Linked DNA regions of Macaca mulatta: region 1 is linked to region 2. The links are chromatin contacts, called in public Hi-C maps. All regions are on one chromosome and are shown on one strand. Each heading gives the region's core, a stretch centred on a gene start, on an enhancer-like site or on the middle of the called end of the contact. The rest is flanking DNA. Distances are from core to core; before and after follow the strand shown. Region 1 has its middle 47 kb from the start of ATP23. Region 2 holds the start of CTDSP2 (CTD small phosphatase 2).

What was found. A called contact is a pair of places that touch in the nucleus more often than the background predicts.
Region 1: a Hi-C map of fetal cortical plate shows a contact between it and region 2, with 2.2 times the contacts expected there. The contact joins the enhancer-like site here to the promoter of CTDSP2 in region 2. A contact is called at or near these places in 6 of 14 Hi-C or Micro-C datasets (CD4 T cells, blood, cortical neurons and 3 more).

Annotation. Positions count from the first base shown.
Region 1 is chr11:65,074,078-65,079,678 of T2T-MMU8v2.0, forward strand. No RefSeq gene overlaps it. Among named protein-coding and RNA genes, the nearest start is that of ATP23, 47 kb to the right of the region's middle. Within about 2 kb of position 3,709, at least 16 of the 40 cell types and tissues checked have an H3K27ac peak or open chromatin away from gene starts, as enhancers often do. A contact at or near this core is called in fetal cortical plate, where this site is marked.
Region 2 is chr11:65,025,227-65,030,640 of T2T-MMU8v2.0, forward strand. It overlaps CTDSP2 (CTD small phosphatase 2), which reads right to left and starts at 1,589. Exons shown (of 8, transcript NM_001266058.1): 1 at 1,061-1,589. The coding sequence starts at 1,124.

The DNA.
Region 1 (5,601 bases), core at 2,459-4,958, 51 kb after region 2:
AGGCCGGGCTGCTCCCACCCAGAGATCCTGGAGGAGCCTGACATGGAAAATGGGCCGTGTGTCGTGTTGTTGGGAATTCTTGGTGATTCTTTGGCCAGGTCCTGGGCTGAATGTGGGCCGGGGATGGAGCCCTGCCTGGAATCAGTGATGCATCCTGAAATCTCTGGACCAGCCTGCATGGTGACGGAGCCCACAGTGAGGCTGGCCGAGGACATTTCCCTCTTGTCCTCTCCAGCCTTGGCCCCGAGAACCAAGGCTCTAGGCTCATCTGGCTGGATGGATCCTGTTTTTGGCCCAGCCCAGTATCCCTTTGTTACTTGGGACCTGGGGAAAAAGGCCTGGCTTGGCTCACACTTGAGGAGGTTTGCCAAATGTGTTAGTTACCACTAAAAAGCTTGTAAACCTGGGGTGCAGGATGCCGTGGGGGCCTGGGCTGGCTCGAGGATGTGCTGTTTAGAAGTTCCAGAAATTCCCTGCCGGCTGGGAGGGAAGAATGTCCCTGCAGAGTCAGAGGCGAGCCTGCCCTGGGCCTGGGCCAGCTTTCCCTCTCGCGGGCCCCTCTGCTCTGGGGGAGCTGTGTTCCCTTCTACTCAGGCAGCTTGGGAAAGACCAGAGGCCCTTTCAGGGAAGGGAGAAAAAGGGACACAGGCCTGAAATGACTGTCGTGAAAGCCCACTTCTGAGCTTCAGCCCAGAGCACAAATGCATTTTCTTCTCAGTTAAGAGAATGTGGAGAGTTCCAAGAGGTTGTTCAGGGGAAATAGAGAGCCTCAGAGCGCTGGTACTAGGAGGACCTTAAAGACCAGTTAGGACAGCCCCCTCATTTTACTGGAAGGCTAATTTGAAACAGAATGGAATTTGGCAGGGGCTGGGATGCCTTTTTTCTTTTGAGGCTTCATTTCCTGAAAGAGACAGTGTCCGTGATGAGCTGATTTCACTAATTCACTCTGCATTTTTTTAAAACCTCAGCGGTCCAGATATGACTTCTTTTGAAGGTAACAGAGTTTGTGGCTTCCAGTGTGTTTTCAGTTTGGGGCCATAATTCCTTTTTTTCATTAGAAATATTTGTTCACCACAGGCTTATTGCCAGTTCTTCCTATGCACAGCATCAGGCTGTGCTTGTGCATGGCTGAGGGAAGCTGGAAATAGGCGAAATCAGGAAAATACTGGAATAAGGCAGGGGCTGGTGTGGTCTAGGAGAGTTAGAAGGTGGAGGCTGGCAGACTTGTGATTAAGGATGGTGTTTGGGCACCCTCAATGGGGAGGGACCAAGAGACCCTGGGTAGACATCTGTGCAGGGCCTAGGGACTCAGGACCCCCTGTGGATGCAGCTGAGCTGCACCTGGGAGGGCTCTGAGGTGGACAGGTCCCTGGCACAGGAGGCTTCAGAAAGAGGAGACTTGCACTGGGGCATCCAGGCATATCAGAAAAAGAACTAAAAAAATAATAATAATAAAAAAGAGAGAGAGAGACAGAAAGTGGGTGCGACAGAGTGAAGTGGGGCCTGAAATAATTATAAATGGTGGTGGTTATATCCTTTTTTGGGAGGAGCCCAGGAGGCTGCCAACTTTGATCTCATTTTCTGGACAGGCCTTTAGGTTACCTCTTCTATCCACCACCCAATCACCAGAGAGTTAGTGCTTTCTGACAGAAGCAGCTCTTGGCAGAACACACGAGACATAAGTAGCTGGGGCTGGGGGCAACACCTGCTAGGGGTGGGCTGGGAAGGAGACAGACATATGCTGGTGCAGGAGAGAAAAGCCTATCATAGCCTCCTGTCCTGGGAGGCAGAGTGAAGGACTGCGCAGCAGGGTTCGGGGAGGGACCATCTCTGTCTTATTTATGTGGTAGCCCTGGTGCCTAACTCAGTGCCAGGCACACCCTAAATAACAAAATCACTAAATAACGGAATGAGTGAAGTTAGCATATGCCTGAACACACAGAGTGCCATCCTCTTGAATCCTTATGTTAACCTATATTTTTCTTCTCCAGGATTTATGGAATAATCAGGAATCTGCCTTCCATGAGCTTTCGCCTTTAGAAAGGTTTTCTCATTGCTGGTGTGACAGAGCGCACTGAGGCTCTGTTCCTTCAGTGATCTCAGCATAAAGACCCTCCATCTGACAGGGAAAGGGCGGGTGGGAGGAGGGCCAGGAGGACCCCCCCAGGGCCCAGCTGGCTGTGCAGGATGCAGAGGGTGGGCTGGGACAGAGGCTGAGGGCAGAGTTCAGGGTGAGAGGAGGCATTAGCAGCTTTGTTAATTGCATCATGTCTTTCCTCCAGGTGACAACCCTAGGCCTATGCCTCATCCCCAGCAGGTGACCAATGGAGGAAAATAAAACAGAACTTCAACATGCTCTCCGATGAGCTTGAACCCCTGGTACTGGTTGCTCTGAGAAGCCACAGGTTTCCTTCCTTGGACAATTTCAGAGCCCATCAATATGGTTTATGGAAAGGAAGTGGCAATGAGAGAGACCCTTGCTTCTCCTGGCAGCTCTTCTCCCTTGAGAAAGCTCCTCAACTTCTCCTGAGCTTGGTTTCAGAAGTGATTGTTCATCCTCTCCCATTGGGAGTTCTTCTGGGATGGGCTCTGTATATTCCTCCAGCAGCAGGGGGATGGATGAGATGACCTTTTCAGGTCACTCAGGAGATCCTCCAGTTTCTCAGGATGATCTAAGCATCTCCCTTTCCTTTAGAAGCTGTCAGAGCTAACTAAGCGTGGGTGTGGGCTCCTCAGCAGCTACACCACCTCCCCTCCAATATTTAAAAGATCTTTCCTGGTTCTTAGGGTCTTCTAATCACAGCTCTTTTTTTCTGAGCTCTGCCTGAAAGGCCACATCCGTTTTTTCCCTGAAAGCTGGCTAGGTCCTCTGGGCTAAACACGACCGCCCCTCAGCTCTAGAAATGGCTGATTTTCATTATGCCCTTTGCCAACCAGATTATTTCTTAAATTGCTCTCCCCCCTGCTGGGTGTTCTGGGACACAGACGCCAGTGTGTGGGGTCCCCGGCTTTCCTTTCTCCCTGAGCAGCTGAAGGAGAGCCTCAGTTTCTCCACCGCACACCCTGGCTTGAGGGCAACAGCCCACCCAGTCGGGGGAGTGGGCCTCGTGCGCCCTCGGAGGCCCAGGTCCGCGGGGCCCCATCGAGGACCCCCTGAACTGCATCCCGCCGCGAGGCAACGTGGGGACCAAACTGCCGCGCCCCAGAGCCCGCCGCCGCCTGTCCCCGAGTCCGACGTCCACAAGGAAGAGCTGCGGGAGTGCAGGCCCGGGGAGGAGGCTTTGTGAACCGAGGCTCGGCGCGCCCCCCTCCCGCGCCCCTCATAGGCAGCCGGGCCCAGCCCGCCGCCCGGGCCCCTCTGGGAAGGGCTTGGAGGCGACGCGGGGAGGGGGTCGGGGGAGGAGGGAGCGTTCCTGCAAATCACATGATTTTCCCGCTTATATAAATCACAGCTTGTTTTTCTCAACCGGCTGCAGACTTAAAGGTGCAGTGTCTTCTTTCTCTCCCAAGGGCAGAGGTTCCCCAGAGTGCTTTTGACGACCCCTGAGCTGGGCTGGAGTGGTTTCACCAAGGAGGGGTCAGGGTTCAGGGTTCAGGAATCCCCCCACCCATCCCCCATCCCCGGGATGTTTCCTTTTAGCTGGGGACCAGGGAGGGGCATGGAAATCCGATCGCCAAATCAGCAGGCAGAGCCGAGCTGGGGCGGCCTCCAGCGCCTCGCCTCGGTCAGCGATCACTCTGGAGACCAGCGATGCCCGTGGGGGACCCTGAGCTGAGGGGTTACAGTGAAATTGGTCTGTGGCAGATTTGCCGTGGCCAAGAGCAGACTTCTAACGGTGATGCTTACTGTTCTGACCAGCCCTGGTTATTTGTTTGAGACCAAGTTATGTGGGCAGAAAGACGAGCTCAACATATATATCCAGCACCTATTGTCTACCTATTAGCCACTGTAGGGAGAAACCAAGACCTTTAAGACAGTTGTCACCTTCAAGTGGTTTATAGGATTTAGGTGATGAGATATGTAGATACAGACATAGAGGCAGACCTGAGATACAGAGATTAAATAGCACTAGTCAGTTTCAATACCTGTTCCAGGCTAAACAGAAGAGCCTTACAAGGCTGTGCATAATTACTTGCCTGATCAACAGTACAGATAATGAGTCCTGCAGGCCTTGGGAGGAGGGCTCTGGAGGCCCTGACTGAGAGGTGGGCCAGAGGCAGGAGGGGGACAGGGAGCTGGGGGAGGAGGGACGGCATGTGTCAGGAGCGGAGAAAGGAGCATGATGTTGGAGTAATGCCTTTGCTAAACTGAGGAACTGGAGAGAGGGGGAGTAGGGGATGAGGGTGGGAAGCTGTGGGGGGTGGGGGGCCAGGTGCAGTTGGCCTTGAGTGCAGGGCTGAGTGTGGACTTGGTCTGGTGAAGGCAGTGGGCGAGCCTGCAGAGGTGGGAGGGCAGGTGAACGGTATGATGAAGGGGGTGTTTTCAAGGACCACAAGTCTGGCAGCAGTGTGCAGGATAAACTCCAAGCATTGACAGAGACCCGTTGGAGGCTTCTGCAAGGAACCAGGCTGACATAAGGTCACAGTGCTGGGGTGTTAAGAGAAAAGGTGAAAATGAACAGTGAGAAATAAGAGATTTTGAAGAAAGAATGGAGATAATTGAGTGATTGTGTATACAGAAAATGGGAGAAATCACCAGAAGTGATGTTGATTTTGAGCATGGGTGGCATGGAGAAGAGGGCAGCCCTTGTGGTGGGGCTGCGAGTGGCCAGGGGAGGAGCTCCTTTTGGAGATGGCGTTTGTGAAGACAGTAGGCTCTTAACTGGGAAATGTCCAGTGGGCTGGAAGTCAGAGGAAATAACTCAAGGGATGAAAGAGATCTTGCAGATCTTACAGGGAGATCACAGAAAGGGAGACAGAGAAGTAGGGCCAGGGGACACCCATGTTTAGGAGAAGGAGCCGCTGGCAAGGCTGTGGAAGGAATGTTCATACCCCAGGGACAGACCAACCTGGGCGCGAAGTGTCTCTGCCTGACCTTGGCCAAGTTGTTTATTCTGTCTGCACCTCAGTTTTCTCATCTATAAAATGGCACTAACAGCACTTGCCTTACTTTCTGTGATGATGACGTGAAATGTCTGAAGCATCTCACATACTGCACAGTGTCTGGCGCAGGGCAAGCACCAGCTGTTCTTCCTTTCCGCACTTCCCTTCCTGCCACACCCTCTATGTCCTTTCATGGCAGGCACCTGAACACAGTTTCTCTCCTTTCAAATTGTTGTTTCTCTTCTTACTCCTCCTCTGCTTCATCTCCTTCTTCTTTTTCTAGAAGAAACACACGGTCTTGTTTGCATGACTAATTATTTGAACTGGAAATACCCTCCATTACGAAGGAAGGAAATAATAAATTTTTTTCCTAAGGGCCTCTTAGCTGAAGCTGGCTATTACCTCACTGGATCCTTCCAGCAGCCCTGCAGGGTTTGGGAAGGCAGGTATTATCAGGCCTTTTTTCCCCCCTACAGCTGAAGAAATGGAAGAATGGTTGTAAAAAGTTTTATTATTCTGTTGAGAACCACATGTCTAATCAGTACTCTCTAGTTCAGA
Region 2 (5,414 bases), core at 339-2,838:
GCCAGAAGAACGTGGCGGAGGGGGAAAAGAGTTTCGAGTCCCCCACTGTGACCAAACTAAGAGGTTCCACCCTCGCTCCCCAGCTTTCTCCCGCCCCGGGAGAGGCCTCGGCCGCCGCCTCACCCCGGCGAGGGCCTGCGGGCCCCCTTGCGCCCCCACCTGACACTCTGGAAGGCGGGGGCCGCCAGCCCCTGCCCACAGAGAACTCGCACTTTTTCGCTGCGCGATTCAGAACCACGCCGGGTCTGATGCCATCCGGCGAATTATGTAACCAGGGACACCGCTCCCGAGCTAAACAAACGCGGCTCTGTGTGTGCAGCGGCGGCCCCGGGGGAGCGCACCGGGCAGGGAGGGGCTCTGGCCGGGCCTCGGAGTCGGGCTTGTTTGCTCAGCGAAACTAGCCAGAGGCAGCCGGGAGGGAGCCCGGCGCCGCCAATGTCCCGGGGCCCGCGCTGAGCCGGGGACCCGCCACGTCTGGTCTGCCAGGGCCCGGGCCCCTCCCCCACCGCGACCGCCCCCGCCTCCAAGTGGTGAACTTGGTCCCAAGTCCCGCCGGACGCCGTCACCGCCAGCTAGCTGCCGGAGCGACCTCGGGCTTGGGGGGCCTGGAAGTACTGGATTCCAGTCCCGGCTGCGTTCCATCTGGGGGTCCCTCCGTCACCTTCCTAACCCCTCCCCGCGATCCCAGGGCAGCCGCGCGCGGCTGTGAGGGAAAGTGACGACCCTATCCCCCAACTCCGAGGGGACGGACGCGGAGTGGCCCAGTGCTTCGAGAGCGATCCCTCCGTCTCTCAATCCCGAGGGGAGGGGTTGCGGGAAAGGGTGACAGCTGCGCCGAAGACGCCCCTTCCCCTAGGGCGCCGGGATCCCGGGTCCCGTGCAGCCCCCACGGAGGTCTGAGTGCCAGCCGGGATGCGGGGGCGGATGGACCGAAGGGGTCCAGTCGGGATCACTGGCTCTGAGCCCGGGAGGTCAAGGGCCGAGACCTGGGGTTCGGGGCTGTGCTAGCCCCCTCCTCGCCCGGGGGCGACGCAAAGTTTTGGGAAGTTGCTGCCCCTACCTTGCTTGGTGAGCACCAGGGCGTCTTCCCTCCGCGCCTGGGTGATGATGGAGCCGTGTTCCATCTAACAATCCCGCGGGCCCGGGCTGGCTGGGCGGGAGGACGGGCGGGCGCGCGGGCTGGGCTGGGCTGGGGGGCCTGGGCGGGGGCCCGCTCCAGCTCCCGAGATTCCGACTTCCACAGCTGTTCACATCCCCCCTCTCGTTTCCTCCCCGGGCCGGGAAGGTAGGCGGCCTGTACAGAGGGCGGGCGGCCCGGGCAACGGCTCCCCCGGGTGCCCCCGGCCCCGATCCCCCGGCGGCAGCTCCGGGCTCCTCAGTTTGGGTCCAACATGGAGAATCCGGAGCGAAAACAAGAGGAGGAAATGGGACACGGGGCGGTTTCCAGGCTCCCCCCTCCCCTCCGTACTCCAGATAAACAACCCGCGGCTGCAGCGCCCACCCCCGCGCCTCCCGGATCTCGACTCGGCCTCTTCACGGCCCACTGGAGCTTCCCGCTCCGGGGCTGCGTCCTAGGCCCCGGGACCCTCCACCTGTGAGCGACCGGGGCTTCGGACAGTCCGGAGCTTTGCTATTTTGTTACGGAAAAAGCGAATCCTCAAGGGGGGTGGGGTGGCGGGCGGGCGGGCTGGCGGGCGGGCTGGCGGGGGAGACTTGAAACCGCTCCGGTGCTCCGATTGGCTCTCTTGGAGAAAAGGGGCGTGGCCCCTCCTTACTATGCGGTGAGAGGACCTAACAACATTCCAGGCGCCACGGCCACGCCCCCGGGCCACTCCTCCATCGCCAGACTGCGGCCTCCCAGTCTCCTCGGCCACACCCCCTTCCCAACTATTTAAAAGGCCACTCCAAAGCTCACGTTTCTGTCCTCAGTGGTGGGGTGTTCTTGTCTCGGTGGCTGCACTCGGGGAAAGTGGAATGGTTCTGCCCTTCAGGGGTGACCAGGACAAGCCGCTGAGCCTAACCGGACTCCGGCAGGGGATGGGGCGGATCGGAAGTTACCTTACCCCTTGCTTGGCCCTCGAATCAAGGACCTACCAAGTTACATAAAAGTACAACCGTCGAGGCCGGGCGCGGTGGCTTACGCCTGTAATCCCAGCATTTTGGAAGGCCGTGGTGGGTGGATCACGAGATCAGGAGTTCAAGACCAGTCTGGTCAAGATGGTGAAACTCCGTCTCTACTAAAAATACTTAAAAAAAAAAAAAAAAAAAAAAAAGCCGGGCGTGGTGGCGGTCACCTGTAATCCCAGCTACTTGGGAGGCTGAGGCAGAGAATTGCTTGAACCCGGGAGGCGGAGATTGCAGTTAGCCGAGATCGTGCCACTGCACTCCAGCGTAGACGACAGAGCGAGCCTCCGTCTCAAAAAAAAAAAAAAAAAAAAAAAAAAGTACAACCTTCGAATCCCGAAAGGGGTGTATGCGTGTGGGCGGACCTAGGACTCCAGAGTACAAGAGCTGCAACTGACCTCAGGACTGTGTCACCCCCAACACTGAAAATGAGACCTGAGGTGCTGGGCTTTCCTCACAGCCAACGACTTACTCCAATTTAAGCAGCCCCGACTCCTCCCCTCCACCCTACCTTCCTCATCCTACCCCTCTCTCTGCCCCCACCGTCCCAGCTTCCTTTAGATGAATGGAGGTCTCTCAGGGAGGAGCTTCAGCTTTGTGGACTCAGACTGCCCTCCCCACTTGCTCTTTAGGCCTCAGGACATGCTCCGCTGGCTATGGCTCCTGGAGTCTCTGCTCAAGGTTGTAGGTGCTTTTGCTCCCCAGAGGCAGTAGCTCCAGAAAGGTTGGTTTCAGGTCAAAATCAGGTCTTTTCCAGTGATCTACATCTGTCCACAGGTGACACAGGCTGCCTTGGGACAATGGTAGCTGTTCGAGTCAAGGCCAGCAAGAGTGGTGCAGAGTGAGATTGCACTGGGTGACTTCTGAGCTAAATCCAACCCTAATATTCTGTGATTCAATGGCACTCACCCTGCCAGGGAAGGGGCTTCCTTCCTGCTGCAGTTCCCATTGCCCAACATGCATCAGGTCTTACCCATGGTTAGAGGACAACTAGGTCACAGCTAAACTTGCCAGGTACTATCAGACACCTGCTCCCTATGGTCCCTTCCTCATGAGGACAGGTGAGGTCATGATCTGCATATGCCTGTGTGCCATACAGTGATCATGTGTGCCTGTTTCTTTCTGCTGTTCCTACGCACGTATACAAAACCTTTTTATATAACACCATTTTAATGGAAATGCTGTTTTTCCAAAATGAAAGTGGCTGTTACAGATCTGAATGATGCTTATGTAACTTTAAACACTGAATTTGGGTAGATCTTAATTCATTAACAGAAAGGGAAACGGAGGAGTTCTGACATACCCACCTCCCATCATTAAAACAATAGGATCTTTAAGGTAAATCTTCAACAGTCAGGTTGCTAGGGGGGCCTTTTAGACCCTGCCCCTGCTGTCTTTTAAGGTAGAATAGTTACAGTGGGAGCAATGCAAGCAGGAGCTGAGGACTGAAGATTGAGGGGGGCCTGCTACCCAGAGCACTGTAGGGCAGGACACTTCATTATGCTTCCATTTCCTCATCCATAGAGACAATACCTCCCCTTTTGTAATTTACAAAGTGCTTTCACGTACTAATCTGTCTCATTTGATCTGTCACTTCTTTGAGGTTGATAGAGCAGATACTGTGCCCATTTTTATAGATGCCTGTTTTGTAAATGAGGAATCAGGGTCTGGGAAGGTTAATTGACTCACCTGAGACCTCACGGCTTGTTAAGGAGACAGGATGTCTTTGGACTTTAAGACTAGAACCCAGGCCGGGCGCGGTGGCTCAAGCCTGTAATCCCAGCACTTTGGGAGGCCGAGACTGGCGGATCACGAGGTCAGGAGATCGAGACCATCCTGGCTAACACGGTGAAACCCCGTCTCTACTAAAAAATACAAAAAAACTAGCTGGGCGAGGTGGCGGGCGCCTGTAGTCCCAGCTACGGGGGAGGCTGAGGCAGGAGAATGGCGTAAACCTGGGAGGCGGAGCTGACAGTGAGCTGAGATCCAGCCACTGCACTCCAGCCCGGGCAACAGAGCAAGACTTCGTCTCAAAAAAAAAAAAAAAAAAGACTAGAACCCTTGACATTTTAACATAGTTCCCTTCTTATCCATAGGATGGAGGAGACACTAGAACCTATCGCTCTCTTTTCCTGCTGAGAGCTCCAACTACATCACCTCTTCCTGGAAGCCCTCCCAGATGCCCGCCCTCATGTCAGGGTTTCATAGCCTCGTACATACTCTCTCAGACCACTTGGCATCATATCTTGCAACTGTATGCTTATTGGCTTCCCAACCAGAAGGTGGATTGAGACTAGGGGATGTCTTTACTGGGTTTCTTGTGCCTAGCAGAGTGCCTAGCGCAGAACAGGTGACCTGTACATGTTGAGATGAAGTCTCACTCTGTTGCCTAGGCTGGAGTGAAGTGGTGTGATCTTGGCTCACTGCAACCTCTGCCCCCTGGCTTCAAGCGATTCTCCTGCCTCAGCCTCATGAGTAGCTGGGATTATAGGCACCCGCCACCACGCCCAGCTAATTTTTGTATTTTTAGCAGAGACGGGGTTTCACCATGTTGGCCAGGCTGGTCTGGAACTCTTGACCTCAGGTGATCCACCTGCCTTGGCCTCCCAAAGTGCTAGGATTACTGGTGTAAGCCACCATGCCTGGCCTTGACTTTATGTCTTAACCAGTGTTCTTTTGTCCAGGGATTTGTTCAGTGACCTACAGCAAGAAACACATTTTATGTTGTGGGATAAATGATACAAAAATTTCATGGACAATACTTACCCTGGCTATGTGTGCACACTCATGTTTTCTATTGCACGTATTGTATTCTATTTGATGGTTTTAAGGTGCCAGCCATGACCTTCTAAATTGAATTCACAAACCACCACCCAGTGTTAAAACAATGCTACTTTCACTCCTGGATACAGTGGATGCCTTCATGTGTAGGGCTCTGGCTGTCCCTGAAAAATGCAGAGGAGATGGTCCTCAAGCATTTCTTGCTCTGAGGTCAAAGAAAAGTTTGTGTATAACAGATAGAACCCCTTCCAAGGCCAGAGGCACAGGGATGCAAATAGAACCCAGCAAGGAGGGGTAAACGAGGGAGGAGGGACAGTTCCCAAGAGGCCTGGTGAGGACCCCGTGTTTCCAGAGACTACAAAAGCAGTGGAGGCTCTACTGGAGCCTGGAACCCCAAACATAGGTGGGGCTTGCTCTCTTGATGCCACGGGTTTCTCACTGCTCTGCCCACAGATGACTAAGAAAAGGTCTGCATTCTGGAAAGCTCTAGGGTCATGGTGGGCCTCTTT